Linked DNA regions of Mus musculus: region 2 is linked to region 1. A link is a contact called in public Hi-C data. All regions are on one chromosome and are shown on one strand. Each heading gives the region's core, a stretch centred on a gene start, on an enhancer-like site or on the middle of the called end of the contact. The rest is flanking DNA. Distances are from core to core; before and after follow the strand shown. Region 1 holds the start of Amph (amphiphysin). Region 2 overlaps Amph (amphiphysin).

Region 1 (3,670 bases), core at 957-3,456:
AATCCCTCTTCCTTCACTAGAGAGAACTTACGAAAATTCCCAGCTTTCTGAGATGTCATTGTCCTTGAATGTTGACCAAGTGCAAAAATGGGTGTTCTCCTTATTTCTCTATAAGGTAAACTTCTGTTTATGTGGAATGATCCAAATGGGGGTGGGGGGCAAGCCCTCTTGCTTTGCCCAATGCCTCCCAATTTTAGCATCAAGAGTCTTGTGTCCTGGGACTCAATTAATTACTAGGCAAATTGGGCATAAAATCCTAAGGAAAAGTCATGGAAATAGATTAGGTATTCAAGGTGCTTACTGTTTATGAAACAATTGAGTTTATTTATCATTCTGTATTCTGGACTGGGATCCACTGGTCAGCTCTTCTGCAGGGCTTGGTAGTGTGTGTGTGTGTGTGTGTGTATTCAGCCAGAAAGGTGGTTGAATAATTGGGACATTCGTATTTCCCTCTCCAATGCACTCAAAACATTTCCCTTTGCACGTGACCTCTCCATAGCCATTGCTAGTTTGTTTTTATTTAATTTTAATATCAGGGCAGTTGAGTTTCCTCCTTGGCTCTAGAGGGTTGTACAGAGTATGAAGTCTGCCTAGCTTGCCAAAGCTGAGCCCTCCAGCTGGCACACTGGGCTTACATCACATCTTATGCAGTCAAGTAGCAACAGCATCATTCCATACCCAAGTCACTGGAACAATAGCTCACAGAAGAGTGATACTAGGGACTGGTTTGGGCGAAGGGAACACCCAAGTAACTTTAGAAGGGGAGCAGGATATTCCCCTGTTTTGGTGCCTGCTCAACCTCTGACTTGTGATTGTCAGATGCCACCTCTCTTCCTCTACTCATGGAACCCTGAATGAACCTGAGAATGAAGACTCTGCCCATTGTCAAAGGCTTCTGGAGCTCCTTTGCCGCCTTGTCTTTGCCAGGTGCACAGAGGACCACATCTTTCTGTTAAGACTGTCAAAAGGGGCCACCTTTAATCCCACAGATCTGCAGAGGAAGGCAGATCTGTATGAGTTTGAGACCAGCCTGGTTTACATAGCAAGTTTCAGGACAGCCATTGTAATGAGCATAGGGAAAAAAAAATCTTCTAGGCATGGAAAAATAGCTTAGTCAAGAACTCCACTATACCCAAGGCTGTACCTGATAACCAGAACCCAGTGACATCACTCACTCAAGAGAACCTGGCACAGGCCTAGATGGTGCCCAGTGGATGGAATATAAGCAGAAACCAAGAGCAAGGCTCTGCTTTGCACATCAAGACAGACCTTGATCTGTCATGTGGCTGGAGAGTCGGCCCCCGGTTGAACCAGAGACTACTGTTAGAGAGTGGACCTGTCCTTTAGCTAAGGTTGGTGGCACAGATGAGCAACCATGGAGAGATAGGCTTAAGACCATAGTTAGCAGTTTAGAGTGTGAGCTTTGTATGTTGACTCTCAACACAATAAAACTGTGACTTGTTATACTCACTTCAGGTCTTGTCTCTACCTTTCTTGCTTGCGACAGTTGGCTTAGTCAGCAAGATCACATAGAGTTTTGTCTCAAAGAACGACAAAGGGACTGCTGGTCTCATTTCTTGGGAAAACTGTTGTGCCACAGTGTCTGAGAGCTGGCAAAGTGCAGCACTTGTGTGTAGAAGCTGACCCTTCTGAACATGGCCTTTCCCACTGGCAAGCCTCACAGTGATCTCTTTACTCTTTCTCTCTGGCAAGTTGCCCTGCAGGGACTTTCCAGCCTCATCCTCTCCTAACTTCCCCATCCCCCACAGGTTTGAGCCTCTGGAGGGTGGATGGACTCGTTCCTTCTCCACTCAAGGTGTTTTGACGGGGCAGTCATTTGGTGATTTAGAGCCTTACAGACTCCTCCCCACCTCCTCCTGTTCTTTAACTGGGGAGACAGAATCAGAGTCTTCCGACCTTCCTCCCTGAAAACGTCCTGTTAGCCCTGCCCTCTCTCACCCCTAGCTGCCTCAAGGCCCTGGGATTGAGGAACGTCTTCCATCTTTATCACTTCTTGACCACCTCCTCCATCACGGTGGACACTTGGCCTTTGACTTCTCTTTCCATGCATCTCACTAGTGGCGTTGTCACCCCTAGTGGCCGCACATCCGCTCTATCTCTTTAAACCGGTCCTGTCGCCGCGCCCCTCCCTCATCCGTTGCCTCCTCTGCTCCTCACGCTTCAGCTGCTCCTCCCCCCGCTCCTCCTCCTTCTCTTCCTGGGCTCCTCGGTGCCGCCGCCGGCTCGCTGCGCGCTCTGCTCTTCCAGCTCTGCGGACCGCAGCAGCCATGGCCGACATCAAGACGGGCATCTTCGCCAAAAACGTGCAAAAGCGCCTCAACCGCGCGCAGGAAAAGGTCAGCAGAGGGCAGCGGGATGCGGGGCAGGTGACTCGAGGAGGTGCGGGAGCCGATGGCAGTGCTGGCCTTGCGCTGCAGGGCCGCGGGTTCAGGTGCGGCGCGCTGCGGAGCCCGAGCAAGCGCCGGGTGGAGGACTCCCCTGTCTCTGCTCTCAACGATTGCAGCCAGGCAGGATCCATTCAGGCAGCGTGGGCTCGGCCCCGCAGTGGGTTCGCCGGGAACCCGCAGACCCCTGACCCTCCAGGCACTGAGTGCTATAGACTCCCAGAGCCCGCCCAGGGTGGCCACTCTCCTGGGCACGCCTCCCGGGACCAGGGGTGGCAGGTGCAGTTGCTCTCTGGCTGCACCCGGAGCGGTCCACGTCCCTGGGCGCCTCCATCTCTCCGCGCCCGCACCTCCTGAGCTCAAGCTCTCCCGCAAGCAGCTCAGGCGTCCACGACCGCAGATCCGGGAGGGAGATTGTCGCATCTCTTCTTGGGTGGGGGTGTTGTGGCTATTTGAGTGAAGTCGGTCGAAACGAACGACTTAAGCAAAGAAGACACCCCAGATGTGCATGGACCAATGGGATGTATAATAAACAACCAACACCTTAGCACAGTGGTGAACTGGAGCTCCAGAGAATGCTCATTTCTCCCTAAGTATCCGTGTTGGTTTTTGAAGCCAATGCCCTCTGGAAGGTCAAAAACAAACAACCTCGACCTCAGAGTTCTCTGCACATCTCTGCACAAAATGCTTATTTCTCTGCTTGAGAAGCAGCAAAACCTACTCCTATCAGAGGCGCTGAGGTCGCAGTGTTTGTAAATTAGGTATTGTAATTTATGTCTCTTCCGGAGGAATGTTATCCATAGCTAGCCCAGCTCTGGATAGTCGAGTCTCAGTCTCTCTCTCTCTCTCTCTCTCTCTCTCTCTCTCTCTCTCTCTCTCTCTCTCTCTCTCTCTCTCTCTCTCTGCATTTTACAGGCACTGGGCTTCCTAGTGTCCCTGATTACTATATCTGACCCTCCTATGAAGTCTTCGTTCGTCCCAAGCAAAGGACGTTTGTACTGGAGCTTGAACCTTGTATTTGAAAGTGAACCTGGGCTAGTGGTAAATTGAGCTGTATTTGCTTCGTATGGCATTAATTTCTGTCCCTGGGATGAGGATGTCTGGTGTTTTCTTCTCCTTCTGGAAATCAGATTGTCCTTATTCCTCACTCTGACAGCACTTACCCTCCTTAGAAGTTCGACCTACCCCCACTCTGAGCTGCCCCAAAGGCTGAGCCCAGGAGCAGGAACTCTGCCAGGTTCAGGTTCAGTGGCTGTATGCAATCC
Region 2 (3,352 bases), core at 726-3,225, 190 kb after region 1:
GCATTCTTTCTCAGTAGTCCTTTTTAGTCTACCTTCAGGTCTGCTATGCCGATATTACTAGAGTCCTATTAAAGGTTAGACTTTAAACCAGTGTGGTCCAAATTTAAAACTTGTGACGGTGCCCCCTTTATTTCATCAGCACACATTTTAAATACTACTGGAAACTTTTTCAATTTTGCTTCATTTAGTAAAGACTCAAAGTCTGATTGTGCCATTCCCCTAGCCAGCAGATGGCTCCATGGGGATTTATGTATTGCTGATCCCCTCTGATCCCCTCATCCCCTAGTGTTCTTTTGGGGGAAACCCCACCTTCATCCCGTTCCCTGAAGGTGATTCAGCTGTGAAGCCTTATCTACACAGATGTGGCGAACATCACAAAGTACAGCCATCGTGATTGTGACTACATGATGGGACACTGTGTTCTTTCTCCATGAGCCAGGCCTCACAGGAGCCCAGGTCTCTTCAGTGTTGTAACAGGTGCTCCCTAAAGCTCAATCCACTGCAATCTGCTTTCATGCAACAGCAGCAGCAGCAACAACAACAACAAACACAATAGCTTATTGAGGAAGATCCACCCACCAATTACCAATATCCTCTAAATAATGGTATATGTTGAAAGACCCACAATGTGAGGGCTCCCCCACATTCTGACTCAGGAGAGGCGACACCCCAAAATCACCCACAAGAAACGGGTCTTGCTGCAAATTGCAAGAGGATTTTTATTCAAGAGCGCTCTCGGGCCCATGGTCATACACCACGCAGGGGTAGAGGACCGTGGCGCCCCGAGTAGCTGGGTAAGGGGGTATTTAAAGGAAGAAACCAGAAACTCAAGGAAGTGGGGAGGGCGTTGTTGGAAGATACCAAAGATACCAGTTAAGAGTCACAAGGAAGTGTAAAGTTACAAGAGTCACAAGGAATACCTGGTAATTGTTAACTCTCAAGACAGCTTCTAAGAGCCTCTAACAATAGCACATTTGCATTGCAGGTTCTGGTAATGGCCAGGGTGACTTTCTTTGAATGAGCACTCTTTGAACCCAGGAAGCGGGTGGGTGGAGGAATGTCGCTATCTCTTTTATGATTAGCATACCTTTACAAAGGCCACATTCCCAAGCCTGGGCCTAAAGGCCTAGAATTCTGTTTTTACGTTGTTATACTTTCAATGTCACCTGTTTCAATGCCATCCACCATACGTGGCTGCAGGGAAAACCAAGGGACACTGAATCCATATCATTGGATGCTCTGAGGAAGAGTGTGCTCTGAATAAGCAGTTTCTGCTGCCCGACTCCTGGAATTTTGTTTATGGCAAAGCAGCTCAGTGCTAGGGCTTTAGCAGTTAAGGAAGAATGATGGAGTGGGCCTGAGGCCTCGTGAAGGTTGTGGAGACACAGGCATAGTGACTTCCCTCTACCTTACAGATCCCTCCCGCAACTGATACTGGCGAGACTGTGGAAACTGCAGTGCCAACTGAGGGTGCCCCGGTGGAGGAAGCAGAGGCAGAGAAGGCAGCCCTCCCTGCTGGAGAAGGAGGAAGTCCAGAGGGAGCCAAAATTGACGGGGAAAGCACGGAGCTTGCAATCAGTGAGAGCCCTCAACCAGTGGAGCCCGAAGCGGGTGCTCCTCAGGTAAGGGTTCCTTGAGGAACTTAGAAGAGCACTGTTTAGAGGGGTCTTTCCTACTTGGCTGGGCAGTAGCTGCCTGTGTGTGGAATGGACTTCCTACACCTGTGGCCGAAACACGGAAGGAGAAAGAAGCTTCAGTCATGATAGAGGGAATAAAGCATAGATGAGTGTAGCCATCCATGGCTGTGGATGAACTGTGTTACCTGGAAGGGGGGCTGGAAATGAAAACGGACAGGGTAAGCCAAGACAAAGTTCTGATCAAGGCTCAAAGTTTAAGATTCCGCACTGTGTTTATATAGGGAAAGCCCACAGACCTCCCCTCCCATCCTTTGTTTCAGCTGGATTGAGTTGCAAAACCCGCTCAGCAGGTGGTCTACTCCTCACACCCCCTGTAGGAAATCGCAAATGCAGTGAGGCCAGATGACTGCAGCTTGGTTGTAAAACATGTGTGGGTTTGTTTAGCCTACTCAAGGCTGGGGGAAGGGCACAGATGAGGAGTGTCTTTGGGTTTCTATTGCTGTGAACAATCACCATGACCACAGCTACTCTTATAAAGGAAAGCATTTAATTGGGGCTGGCTTATAGTTCCGAGGTTTAGTCCATTACAGCTGTCGTGGGAAGTGTGGTGCCATGCGGACATTGGTGCAAGGTGCTGGGGAAGGAGCTGAGAGTTCTACTTCTGGGTCCACAGGCAGCAGAGACAGTGTGCTGCTATGCCTGGTTTGAGCTTCTGAAACCTCTAAGTCCACCTCCCACCATAGTGACACATTTCCTCCAAACATCACATGATGCCACTCTTTATGAGTCCATGGGGGCCATTTTTATTCAGACCACCACAATGAGAAAACCCATAATGGAGAAGGGAAGGAGGAGTGTGATAAAAATGATAGAGCTATTTGAGTGATTGCCCTCCCTACAAAGCCTTTGCTGGGAACTCAGTATAAGTAGTGTCTCTGAATTACTATTATCACTACTTCATGTTTATCATTATTAGAGCATCTCAGATTCCCTAGAGGGCCTCTCTTATAGAAGCTTATCCCAGTTTTCAAGGAAACAGATGAGCACACACAGGAAGTTAGAGGTGGTTCTGTCTCCTCCTGTTGCCCTGCAGCAATCAAAGTCAGTATGTGCCAGGCCACATGGGCGGTCATGAACAACCATGGCAAACCCTCGTAGGACCCTCCCATTTTCCAGGAGTGTGTCTGCTCAAGGATCAAGATAGAATTCCCACTAATTGTTTAGTACTCAAGAGAGACAGTGAAAAAGTCAGGACAAACACAAGGTGTAGGTCTACAGTCTGCAAACTTAGTGGGCTTGGAACTGTGGGTTAGTGGGACAGAGAAAGTGGGTGGCTGGGAGAAGACACTGACCTAGGAGCAAGTACACCTATCATTTTCCAGGCCATGACGCTGTCCATTTCTCTACCCACCAGGTCATCCCTTCTGTTGTCATTGAGCCAGCCTCCAACCATGAAGGAGAAGGAGAACACCAAGAAACTGCTACGGGTACTGAACCGAGGGAGGCCGCTGAGGATGTGGCTGCCCAGGGCTCAGCGGGTGAGAAGCAGGAAGTGGCTACAGAGCCCACGCCTCTGGATTCTCAGGCAACTCTGCCTGCATCTGCAGGTGCTGTGGATGCCTCGCTGTCTGCAGGGGATGCCACTCAGGAACTGCCTCCTGGCTTTCTCTACAAGGTCTTTGTATTGTCACTTCAGGGTCATTGTCATTTGAGTT

Evidence for each region. A called contact is a pair of places that touch in the nucleus more often than the background predicts.
Region 2: a Hi-C map of the G1E-ER4 cell line shows a contact between it and region 1, with 2.3 times the contacts expected there. The contact joins the enhancer-like site here to the promoter of Amph in region 1. A contact is called at or near these places in 3 of 39 promoter capture datasets (embryonic stem cells and hippocampal neurons), 1 of 15 datasets of contacts at CTCF or cohesin (the G1E-ER4 cell line), 8 of 484 Hi-C or Micro-C datasets (the G1E-ER4 cell line, embryonic stem cells, nephron progenitors and 1 more), 10 of 115 datasets of contacts at active chromatin or transcription factors (astrocytes, embryonic forebrain, embryonic stem cells and 4 more) and 2 of 9 other capture datasets (embryonic stem cells and pancreatic islet).

What each region holds. Positions count from the first base shown.
Region 1 is chr13:18,946,145-18,949,814 of GRCm38.p6, forward strand. Amph (amphiphysin) reads left to right here and starts at 2,207. Exons shown (of 21, transcript NM_175007.2): 1 at 2,207-2,357. The coding sequence starts at 2,289.
Region 2 is chr13:19,136,121-19,139,472 of GRCm38.p6, forward strand. Amph (amphiphysin) reads left to right here. Exons shown (of 21, transcript NM_175007.2): 18 at 1,416-1,622; 19 at 3,052-3,312. Among named protein-coding and RNA genes, the nearest start is that of Gm31887, 56 kb to the right of the region's middle. Within about 2 kb of position 1,976, at least 59 of the 459 cell types and tissues checked have an H3K27ac peak or open chromatin away from gene starts, as enhancers often do. A contact at or near this core is called in the G1E-ER4 cell line and embryonic stem cells, where this site is marked.